Linked DNA regions of Sus scrofa: regions 1 and 2 are each linked to region 3. The links are chromatin contacts, called in public Hi-C and HiChIP or PLAC-seq maps. All regions are on one chromosome and are shown on one strand. Each heading gives the region's core, a stretch centred on a gene start, on an enhancer-like site or on the middle of the called end of the contact. The rest is flanking DNA. Distances are from core to core; before and after follow the strand shown.

The links. Hi-C and Micro-C count contacts between places; a contact is called where the count stands out from the background. HiChIP or PLAC-seq counts read pairs in DNA pulled down with a chosen protein or histone mark.
Region 1: a contact with region 3 is called in a Hi-C map of skeletal muscle, with 1.9 times the contacts expected there. The contact joins two enhancer-like sites. A contact is called at or near these places in 3 of 47 Hi-C or Micro-C datasets (embryonic fibroblasts and skeletal muscle) and 2 of 2 datasets of contacts at active chromatin or transcription factors (alveolar macrophages and skeletal muscle).
Region 2: a contact with region 3 is called in an H3K27ac HiChIP or PLAC-seq map of alveolar macrophages. The contact joins two enhancer-like sites. A contact is called at or near these places in 1 of 47 Hi-C or Micro-C datasets (embryonic fibroblasts) and 1 of 2 datasets of contacts at active chromatin or transcription factors (alveolar macrophages).

What each region holds. Positions count from the first base shown.
Region 1 is chr13:16,676,349-16,680,428 of Sscrofa11.1, reverse strand. No RefSeq gene overlaps it. Among named protein-coding and RNA genes, the nearest start is that of TGFBR2, 110 kb to the left of the region's middle. Within about 2 kb of position 2,203, at least 10 of the 83 cell types and tissues checked have an H3K27ac peak or open chromatin away from gene starts, as enhancers often do. A contact at or near this core is called in skeletal muscle, where this site is marked.
Region 2 is chr13:16,692,490-16,696,309 of Sscrofa11.1, reverse strand. No RefSeq gene overlaps it. Among named protein-coding and RNA genes, the nearest start is that of TGFBR2, 90 kb to the left of the region's middle. Within about 2 kb of position 1,554, at least 14 of the 83 cell types and tissues checked have an H3K27ac peak or open chromatin away from gene starts, as enhancers often do. A contact at or near this core is called in alveolar macrophages and embryonic fibroblasts, where this site is marked.
Region 3 is chr13:16,832,155-16,836,197 of Sscrofa11.1, reverse strand. All of the region lies in intron 3 of TGFBR2 (TGF-beta receptor type-2), which reads right to left. Among named protein-coding and RNA genes, the nearest start is that of TGFBR2, 50 kb to the right of the region's middle. Within about 2 kb of position 1,702, at least 53 of the 83 cell types and tissues checked have an H3K27ac peak or open chromatin away from gene starts, as enhancers often do. A contact at or near this core is called in alveolar macrophages, embryonic fibroblasts and skeletal muscle, where this site is marked.

The DNA.
Region 1 (4,080 bases), core at 954-3,453, 160 kb after region 3:
TGAAGACTTTTCATCAAGTAGTTCTTCCATTCGATGGGGGTTTTAGTTCTGCAGAAAGGCTCAAAGATATTGCTATGTATATTTCTTGAGGAGGAGCCATGATCCTGCCCCAAGGCTGCACTCTTTTCTCTTGACTGCTCCTACCTGGTCTCTGCATCCCCTCCTTTCCCTAATTAGCAACCACCCTTTGGAACTCTGGGAAGGTTAGGGAGGCTGAGGCTTAGTCCCTAAAACAACAAATGGAGGACACAGAAAGGTTTGTGTGCCTAGGAGCCCCACAGGGCACTAGCTTGGATACAATTTCACATGCCGGATCTCATTATGGAATAAGGAATATTGATGGAGGGAAAAATGCATATTGTTCTGACTCACTGCCACCCTCCCGCCCCCGGCTTAGGGTCAGTCTCAAATCTTGCTCTTTTATGAGCACATGAAGATATAGGCTATGATATTTGGAAACTCTTAGAGCCACTGAAGGAAGGCAGGGAAAAGCTTCAACACCAGTGATAAATGTGGAGAGAAAATTCTGGAGCCTAGCAATGTGCCTCTCAGGACAAAACACTTGGCTTGAGTCACAAATCATTTAATTGTCCTGTTCCTTACACACAGGGAAGGGCTTTGGGCTCAGTATTGGATATGGACTCAAGTCCTGTTCTTGCTACTCATATATAAGCCTCTGCACAGATGGGGCCTGTTTGCTTATCTGTAAAGTAGGGGTGCTCATAGAAAGAGCTTAGAATTTATTGAGCCCTTATTGTATTCCAAACATTTGCGTATATTATTTTGCTTAGTACCTAACAATCATCTCTATAATGTAGATGTGACTGCTACTCCCTTTCCCACCCCCATGTCATAGGTGTAGATACCGAAGACCAAGCCACCAAACAGGCTTTGGTAATTAAAGAAGGGCATGCACATAGCCAGAGACAGCCATGGACTTGAAACTCAGGGTCTTAGTGCATATATTATGTGATTCCTATATATATAGTCTTTTTGTCTTTTTAGGGCTGCACCCATGGTATATGGAGGTTCCCAGGCTAGGGGTATAATCAGAGCTGTACCACCAGCTATGCCACAGCCATAGTAACTCGGGATCCGAGTGGAGTCTGCGACCTACACCACAGCTCACCACAACACCAGATCCTTAACCCACTGAGTGAGGCCAGGGATTGAACCCACGTCCTCATGGATGCTAGTCGGGTTCTCTAACCTCTGAGCCACGAAGGGAACTCCATGTGATTCCAGTATAAATGGGAGGACAAAGTGAAGTCATTGTGTGTCTCTAATTGAATTGATCACACTCTTATAATTATCTTGAACACATATTGCCTCCACTATTAGACTAGTGGAATCACAAAGTTACAAACATGCCTTTTATCCATCTTCATGCCTCTAGGGTTTAGCAGGGAGCCTGGTTCATGAAAGATTTTTTTAATAGCTCTCTCTCCTTGCTCATTCCATTCCTTGCTTTCTTTCTCCTCTAACAACAGAAATTACATTTGACACACAGGGTCATAACAAAGACATGCCTGTGGGAGGAGTGAAAAGCAGAGCATGTCCTGGGCACACTCCCCAGTTTTCCCTCCCTCCACTTGCTGATAATCCACACTGCCACTCTGCCTCCCACAAATCCAGCTTTGGCACTGACCCTGTGATTCCAGAGCAGGTTAGGGTGAGTGCTATGTCTGGAACATGACTGTAATTAGGCAGGAGGTTTAAAATTCTAAGTGTCATTAGCTGTCTCTGAAGCCTAGGGCTTGGCCTCATTCATTGCATAAGGTGAGTGAAAAAGACCCCTGGCCACAAGTTTCATTTAGTCGGTGATATTGAATTCACATAAGGGGCCCAAAGGGTGGGAATTTAACAAATTCTATAGAATATACCAGGTTTAGAAAACACAGATTTTTTTAGTGCCACCTACTGCTAAGTTATAGGGAAATCATTGAATTCTTATTTATTTGCTGGGTTCTATACAGGGCCCCAAAGGAAAATGTTAACAGCTGCTCTCAGCTGTGTGCTTTTTGTTTATTAGTTTTGTAAGTTTATAACTTGTGCAACATGTAATATTTCTTGGGATGCTTTGATTTATATAGATGGTAAATAATAATGCAATAAATAATAATGCAAGAGTCCATACCCCAGGGCGTGTTAATCCTTCTTGGTGAGTAGAGAACAACTACTCCTTTTGCAGATAGAAGGGGATCGCATTTCAAGAACATTAAATGGCATGCCTTGGACCAGAGGATGGGACAGTCCTGAGCAAGACTGGTGAACAAAGGCCAAACCTCAAAATTTCCTCATTAATTTAGTAATCAGAATCAGATTATGCGGAAGCACTTTGGAAAGAAAATAAGAAAGTAGGCTGAGACTTCAAACTAAAAATAAGCATAGGGAGTTTTGAATTGTTTACCTTGGCTGTCCTCTGTCCTTTCAGTGACCTTGACTGGATAGCTGCTTGGGATCCTCAAGGCTGATCTCTTATTCCCTAAGCAAATAGGACTTTCACTGCAATGAGCGGAAGTTGAGTATTGGGAAGAGAGAAAATGTGCCAAACCATCTGCTTTTTTACTCATTTCACTTCTTGATCTATATGTGGCCATTACTTGGGAAATGAAAATGGAGCCACTCTGTTGTGGACAGCTACAAGTTTTAGGAAGAAGTAACTGGATTCACTTAAAAATTTTGATGTAAGTCTATTTGATTTACAATGTTGTGTTAATTTCTGCTGCACAGCAAAGTGATTCAGTTATATATATGTGTACATATATATTCTTTTTCATATGTATATGCATTCTTTCCTATATATATTCTTTTTCATATTCTTTTCCATTGTGGGTTATCACAGGATATTGAATCTACTTCTCTGTGTTCTACAGCAAGGCCTTGTTGTTTATCCATCCTATATGTAATAGTTTGCATCTGCTAATCCCAAACTCCCCATCCATCCCTCTTCCAAGCTCCATCCCCCTTGGCAACCACAAGTCTGTTCTCTATGTCTGTTAGTCTGTTTCTGTTTCACAGATAATTTCATTTGTGTCATATTTGAGATTACATATATAAATGATGTCATGGTGTATTTGTCTTTTTCTGTCTGACTTTTTTCACTTAGTATGATCATCTTTAGGTCTCTCCATGTTGTTGCAGTGCCAATATTGCATACTTTTTAATGGCTGAATAATATTCCGTTGTGTATATATACCACAGCCTCTGGGTTTACAGGTTTTTTTGGCTTTTTTTTAGGGCCACACCCACTGCACATGGAGGTTACCAGGCTAGGGGTCTAACAGAGCTACAGCTGCCAGCCTATACCACAGCTACAGCAATGCCAGATCTGAGCCACATCTGTGACCTTTACCACAGCTTGTGGCAATGCCAGATCCTTAACTTACTGAGCGAGCCCAGGGATTGAACCTGTAACCTCATGGTTCCTAGTCAGATTCATTTCTGCTGAGCCATGATGGGAACTCTCTGGATTTCCTTTTTTATGTTGAGTTTTGTTGGGTGATTTGAAATTCTTAAAATTCCGCAAATCAATATTGAACATATTTACCTCATTCATGGCACCTCTGCAGGGAATCACAGGGCTGGATGGAGTGCAAGAGATTACTGAGAGCTCCTCTCTAATTGAAAGGATAAAAAATTGAACCTCTCGAAAGGGGAAGAGGAAGAGCTTTAGGCAATAGTACCATCTAGTAGCAAAGCTGTGACTTGGACCTACTTCCCTTTGTTCTTGCATCCCTCTCCAGCACGCTACACTACATCTTACCACCATTGATGTTCAATCCCTTACAAAAAGTCCTTCAACTAGCATATTGCAAAATACAGATTTTTAGACTCTTAATCCACTAATCTATCTACCTTCTACCATCCTATTTTGTGTAACATTAAAAAAAAACACAATAAATAAGGGAATGTATGAAGTAAAATTGTGCCATTGTGCCTCTAGACCCTATTCTGCAAAATGACAACCTAATTTCTGGTCTTAGAGTGGAAATATTTTACAGAAATGATGGGTTATAAGGTGAACAATAGTAAGAGTTCCAAGGTATTTCACTGATGGATTTTATTTTTAGAGTTTTT
Region 2 (3,820 bases), core at 305-2,804, 140 kb after region 3:
AATTCCTGTAAGTACATCTGTTGGTTGACTTCCTAGTTTGCGTGGTATACTTCCAATAATCTTTGTGCTGCTTTTGGTTTTTAGGCACAAAATGTATCATATAGGCTGAGCCAATTAGTGTTTTTCTTGCCCCTGGTCTCAGTCAGTGGTTCAAGAATGGATTTATGAATAAGTCTGGTCAAACAAGAAATCTGAGTCTCAGGGAGTTTCCTGGTGGCCTAGTGGTTACAAATCCAGCATTGTCACTGCTGTGGCACGGGTTTGATTCCTAGCCTGGGAACTTCCACATGTTGGCCTGGACCAAAAAAAAAATTCTCAGGATTTTGCTGGGAAATCTGGGTCAAAGATGCTTTTAGTTTCTTTCTGGACCAAGAAGCCGAATAACCTGGGAGCTGCTGACCACCATTTGAAAAATAAAAGGGAAGCCAAGGTCAGGACGAAGCCGGCACTATGAAAAACAAGGCAAAAAGATAACAGGAAATGTATCCTTGCTTATACTTTTGAGCTGAGGGATCTGATATTGCTTAAATTTTGCCTAAATTCTGAACTTTTTAGGTGAGCAATTTATCCCCTTTTCAACAAGACTGTACTTGACTTTGGTTCCTGGATCTTCTTCTTTTTTTTTTTTAAATTTATTTTATTGGAGTAGAGTTGACTTACAATATAAGTTCCAGTTCTACAGAAGAGTTAATCAGTTATGCATATACATATATCCATTCTTTTTCAGATTCTTTTCCCATATAGGTTATTACAGAACACTGAGTAGGGGTCTCTGTTATATAGTTACTTGTTACTTGTCTATTTTCTATTTATTAGTGTATATATGTTAATCCCAAATTCCTAATTTTTCCCTTCCCCGTAGCATTTTCCCTTTGGTAACCAAAAGTTTGGTTTTGAAATCTTTGAGTATGTTTCTATTTTGTGAATAAGTTCTTTGGAATCATTTTTTATTAGATTCCACATATTAGTGATATCATTTGGTATTTGTCTTTCTCTGCCTGATTTACTTCACTTAGTATGATAATCTCTATGTCCATCCATGTTGCTGTGAATGGCATTATTTCATTCTTTTTAATGGCTGAGTAATATTCCATTGTATATATGTACCACACCTCCCTTCTCCATTCCTCTATTGATGGTCCCTGTCTTTAATTTTTCTTCTCTCAGAAATTGCTGGGAACCTTGCTTTTTGGGGGTGCTAAAGAATGGCCTCTTTTCTGGTCCAGATTCTTTCTTATGGGATTTACCTTACTTTTGTCAACTGTGTTCTTCTGAGTTGAAATGTCTGCTTTTTGCTTCAGGACTCTGATATTAAGTCTCATTCTCTTTTTTTATTTTATTTTTTTTTTCGCTTAAGCACATATTCTTTCAGATGGATTGTGCTATTCATGCTCCCCTCACCCCATACATCCTTCACAATTTATCTTTGGGAAACCACCCTTCTCTGTTCTCAGCCCATATAGTGTAGGAGTCTCTGACTGTAGCCTGTGGCTTTAGGACAGGACCCAGACCCATGCTTGACTATCAAGCTCACTGTTGTTTCTTTAGTTACAGATATGAGGTTAGCAGTGAATCTGTGGTCAGTCTGAGTCATCAGCATCTCTGGTATATTAGTCAGCATCCAAACAGGAAGCAGGGTAATTTGAACAGGAAGATTTATTATTATTAATGATCTCAGGGAATTAACTAAAAAGAGAAGAGAAATCTAAAGAACATTCTAGGGCTGAGGAAGAATACCCAAGGAAGAAACAAACTTAGATAGAAAAATTTCCCCAGGCCAGGATGCACACCCCACTGGAGAGAATTGTAGCCATGGAACGGTGAGGTTCCTTAGAGTACTCAGACTACAACTGAGCCAGCCTGGGTGGGACCACCTGCAAGCAGAGAACCATCTACTAGGGGTACTTATGAGTTTCACCAGAAATCTGCCTGCAGGGGTTGCTGTGAAACTTGCTGGGAGTCAAGCTGGAATGGTTTTGTTTAGCCAGTGGGGACACGAGGAAACTGTTACCAGGAAGCTGATGATAAGTGAGCTGTGGCACCCTGTGGAACCCACTCTGAGGAAGCCTGCTGTGTTAATTCCAGAGGTTGACAGGAAGCTGCCCGCAGGGTTTGTTCCAAGGATCTCCCTGCTGGAAAGCCACCCAAGGGGGTTACCTCCACTGAGTGTCCTGTGTGTCAGCCCCATACAACAGGAGCAAGAAAAACTCAAGTAGGCTGGGACTAGGAAAAGAAGCCCATTCCCTCTCTGGGGACCCTCCAGCACCTTCTACTGGTAAAGCTTCACATCATTCTAGCTGGCAAGGGAAAAGTGTATATTGCTAAGCAGTCCATTTGGGACTTTTTATCATAATTCTAGGAAAGAGATGTTCTTTGGTACCTAATGAAGAACACTCAGAGAAAGGTGGTGGCCATCTTACCACCAGGAGGGGAAAGGGTAGCCTTGGACTTTTTAGTATAAAAAGTCCCTTCCCCTCTCCAACTAAACAAGTTTTGAGCTGGATTTAAGTGTCTTACAGTCTAAAGAGTGCTAATCAAATCTTAACAAACCTTAAAGTCAAGTCATTATTAACTCTTTAAACTGCATGTGTTGTTTCCCATTCTTCGACCCTGGTTCCTGGGTACATCATCCCAGATGCAGATGTGATCTAGGATCTGAGAGCTGCATTAGTGCAGGGAGTCCTCTTGAACTTGAAATGGACTTTGCACTGTCCCGTAGAACTCCTTTCTGTGTCATTCCCTTTGCAGGCATGTCACAGTCAGTGATGGTTTAATCATTTCATTCTCAGTATCATATGAGTTACAGTGAAACAAATGAGATGGAGACATTCATGGGATGGAGTGGCAGTCGTGGGATGACGGAGTTCTCAATGAGAGAATCCAGGTTTGGGAGCCTTAGCATTTGCTTCCTAGATTTAGGGTAATTCCTGAATGGACGAGGTCTTTAGAGTGAGCCAAGATATTAAACAAAATCCAAGACATTACCTGCCATTTTTTGAATAGAATGATTTCATTGTGAAAGGTGAACGACTAGCTGTAATTTGGTTTCATAAACGTAAGTGATCATCACAATTTAAGAAATTGAATTGCTTTCGATGGGAACTTTTCCCCACTGCTGTTGAAAGATAACTTGCCTGGAAATCAGGGACAAGGGGAGGGAACTGTGTTGAACACACAGAGGAATGGTTTCCAGGTGAACCAGTGGCTCTGCTCTGTGATCTTGGTGCCCTCAGCTTAGCCCGAGTTGTATCACGAGCAGGAACTCAAGTAACCTGACAGACAAGGGATTGCCAGACAGAAAAACCTTCCAGTTACATGATAGCTCAGAACCTGCTCTCAAGTAACCTGGTGCTGTGGCCGGAGACAACAGCCTCTGTTATATAAACATATCTTTATAAAAAAATTATTTCTGCATTTCAAATTTAATCCACATTAGAATGTTTGTGTCAGAACAGAACTTGATGCTGGAAGAGGAAATAAAATTGATATGCCCATCTCAGTGACCTTGATTATTTTCAAACTTCTTCATCTTATTCTAAACAAAACATTGACCTGAAGTAGGATTTGAATGTGAGAAAGGAGTATGAAGAAAAGAAAAAAGAAGAGGTGTGGCAAAATGAAGAGGTCTTAGATCATCTTTGTTCAAAGTTGGAAACTTGACACAATAAAGGTCATTGGAGAATCTCTTCTTCCCTAAAATTCTTCTTTAAGAGAGAGAATCAAGGTGGGGACTCTAAGCTGAATATTTGCCTTGAGCATTTCAAAGCATCAAAGTGTGTTATTGGGAATCTTGTGTGAAGGACCATAGACATTTGAGGAC
Region 3 (4,043 bases), core at 453-2,952:
GTGGTTTCTAACACTGGCTGCATATTAGAAGAGCTTGATGAGGGTTTTGTTTTTTTTTTTTTAATCTGGACACCAGGCCCCAGACCAATTAAATCTGAAACTGCAGGACTAAGACCTAGCTAATGAGTCATTTTTAAACCTTCTCAGGTGTTTCCAATGTGTAGCCAAGATTGAGAACAACTATTGCAGCCCGACAGGAGACTAGGATGGGATCTGGAAAAGAGAAGGCAAGGAAGGAATTTTAATCACTACTTTTAGGATTCATTTCCAGCATCGATGCTGGAAACAGCAGTATGAGCTTCATATATACATACACACACACACATATATACATAGATACACACATATATATTTAAATAGAGATGCAAATTTGATTTCTTTAAAAGTTAATAATGTGTGAAATCTAAAATATGGCAGATAAACTTATCTATAAAACAGAAATAGACTCACAGAAATAGAGAACAGACTTGTGGTTGCCAAGGGAGAGGACTGGGTGGGAGAGGGAAGGACTAGGAGTTTAGGGTTAGAAGAGGCAAACTAGCATATATCGGATGCATAAACAACAAGGTCCTACTGTAGAGCACAGGGAACTCTATTCAGTATCCTGCGATAAACCATAATGGAAAAGAACATGAGAAATAATTTCATATTATATATATATATATATATTCTGAGTCACTGTGTTGTACACCTGAAACTAACACATTGTGAATGTAAATCAACTATACTTCAATAAATTAGTTTTGAAGGCATAATTATTGCTGGAAACATTGCTATTTTAGCTGCATGCAAGAGTTATCTGAGGATCAGAAAAGGTTTTCCAGAAGCAAGTGAGCCAGACGTCCAACTGGAGGTAAATACAAGCCTTGGAGTTCAGGACGGGCGGAAACAAGGGTCAGTTTCCCAGAGGTTAGTTAGCTCCCAGGTGTTTTTCCACTGGTGGGACACTGAGGTACTTGTCAAGTAGCAAACAGTCTCCTGGACCCTTTTTGCTGTCACCCATCTGTGTGTTGTTTACAGAACACAAGGAGGCAGCTGTGAGATGAGAGATGGCTGACCACAGCCTGGCAGCAACGCCAGCCTCACTGGTCCAACTGTTTTATTGGCTACTCACATCCAGGGGATGGGATTCGAAACAGACTGTGTCCTTAATGGATCCCACACTACTGCGATTCACGTCAGAGTGAGGTTCAAGGGTAGAAATATTCACAGCCGGCAACCACATCTGGCCTCAGAACATCTTTGTTTACTTTGTTGCTTAGGGAAAATAAAAATCCACAAAAACCAGTTGCTTTGCCTGAAGACACTAGAAATGCATGCTAAGCTTCACTCGGCTGAGTCAGAGCCCTCCAGCATGTATGATCTTTATTATTTCCTTGGCCAGACACGGGCCAAGTTCCCAGATGCAGAGGATGCTTCTAACCTAACTCATTCTCCACCCAAGGCTCCTTCAGTCCTGAGTCATCCCCTCAAATAACTGATTTCTATTCCCCAGAATGAGATGGGTGACTTTTAATCCGCAATTTTCTTCCTCTTCTAACAACTTTTCTCCTCCGTATTGCCACACTTTTTTTTTTTCTTTTGCAATGAGACCAGAAAGTAAATCTGGCATGTTTCTTTAGAAACAAAAAGGCACAAGTGGTGAGCCAGCTATTTTGAGCTGTGAGAGCACAGTTCAAAGGCCACACACCAACAGCACCATCATTCTGCTGATTTCTTACACGCAAGAACCCAGAGCTTCCCTTACGAAGGCAGCTGCCGGAGGCTGGAGCAAAACACACAAAATGAGATTTGAGAGAAAGAGGCCAGCACATCCAAGCCCTCCCCATCTCAGAAACCCAGCTGAGTCCATAAAACACCCCAGGCACGTGATCCACACCGGGAGTACGCCTGCTGGATGGCGGGAAGCAACGTTATTAAGGTCACAACAGGTCCAGAGGGAACCAGCTGGCTGAGATGTTCTGCTAGCGAGTTAAACAGAGACAGGAAACCGCGTGTCTGATACTGTAAAAAAAAAAAAAAAAAAAAAAAAAAAAATCATTTGTCTTCCTGCCAGCTTTAGGCTTGCAAACCAAAGAGGCTGTTTTCATTTAAAAGAAACTCGACAACAATGAGGGAGGAAAGAAAGAAACTTTGTGGCTGCTTGAGTCCCAGACTCAGTGCTCCCAGCCTCCCAGGTGGGGAGCATGCGCCTGCGCTACTGTGGCCCTGCAGGCAGACTCAGGGTCTCAAGGAGCATGTTCTGGGTGATGGGCACTTTCTACTTAACCATGTAGGGTGAACTTTGAGACAGAGTGGTTTCTAGAGTCCTGGTTTCTAATTAGAAATAACTGACATATTTACTGCTCATTCCATCCTGTAAAAAAAGAAAAATCTCATGCAACCCAGAGATGGGCATGTAGTGGAGGGAGCCAAAAGAAATTCAAGCAGGAGCTAGAATCCAGACAAATGGAAGGTCCATAAAGGAACACTGGCAAGCAGGGGTGATGTCAGTGTACAAAATGCATGCTCACATGCTTGCTAGAAGCATAACTCACGCTTTTCTGGTAGTTAGCGTTGCAGGAAGAAATGCAACAACACAACGTGGTCATCTACATCAGGGGTTGAAGCCTTGTTTGCAAATAAAATTTTATTGGAACACTGTCTCGTCCCCTTGTTTACAGATCCAGCAGCAGCTGCAGTGAGGCTCTGTGGCTTGCAAAGCCAAAGATATTTTTGTAACTGGTCCTTTAGCAAAGAAGTCTGCAGACCCCTGCTAGATATGCCTCCGAGTGTCCTTAAGATCAGAAGCAAGTATGTCCTCCTGAGGGGAGAAAACGTTCCAGGGCAGAGAACTGACTGAAGTTTCTCCCAGCTCCCTCAGCAAGGTGATGGTACAATGCAGAGAAGAGTTTCCTCAACGGTGCACTTTCCAGTGAGTATGTCCCTCGGATTCACAGGTACCAAGAGAATGGATGGTACCTACACACCAGTCAGCTGAAGGAATTTACTGCAAAGTACCTCCCTCATCTGACAAAACCCAAAGAGGAGGCATTTGAATCTACCAGAACAACAGTAACTATTTTCAGCTGAAATTTACTGCATATTGCTCTGTGCCTGGAACTAAGTTCCCTACATGAATAAACTCATTTATCCTCACAAAAATTGCACTCAGGTGACTGTGAGCCATGGAGCAGAGCAGTCCTCCTGGGTTCCCTTACCTGCTGCCCTCCACCCAGGTGCCCCTTTCCAGTATGATCTTTGGCTTGGTCAGGTCACACGTGTCTCCTCTGGGCAGTTTCATTTCCTGGGGTTAGACTCCAGCCCCACTCTGGGGCCCTGGAAGGGGTCCCCCCTCGGCAGTTCCAGAGGTGGAATTAGATGCAGGCTCTGCCTCTAAAGCAGTGATTGCCTTGCTTTTTAAACATGGCCCCACCCGAACCACAAGTGACACCAATTCATCAGCATTGCGTGGGTGTGGCCTGGGGCTCACTCAGCACCTCAGACCCACCCCTAGGTGTTTCCAGTGAGTGAATGGGTTCGAGAATCACGAGACCTGTGGGCTTTTACAAGGATAGATGGACACAAAGGCAAGTCTGAATGCCCTCCCCACTCTCCAAGGGCCCAGTGCAGGGAGAATGCCAAGACTGATCTGCTGAGGTTGGGGGTAAGGAACTGCTGTTTTCACCTCTGGAGGGGAGAGGAGAAAACAGAGCTGCAGAGATGTTAAGAAACTCAGACCAGGTCATTGAGCTGTCCAGGAGTTTTCTCTTGCTCTTAAAAGTTCTGAAATAATAAAACGCTTTTTCAATGACAGCTGGTCCTGAGTCTGAGTTCACCTACATCAAGATGCTTTCAGTTCTTTCTAAGGTCCGGGATCATTCACTCTTGGTAGAGAACTGAGGCTGGAGAATTCATGTAACTCCTCCCAACGCACAGAGTGACTAAGTGGGAGAGCTGCAGAGACTTGGGTTCTCCAGTCACCGCTCCCTGTTCTGCCTCAACTTTATGCTGCACTGTCTTCCCACTGAACAAAGAATTGACAAAAAGATGAGTCATCCACA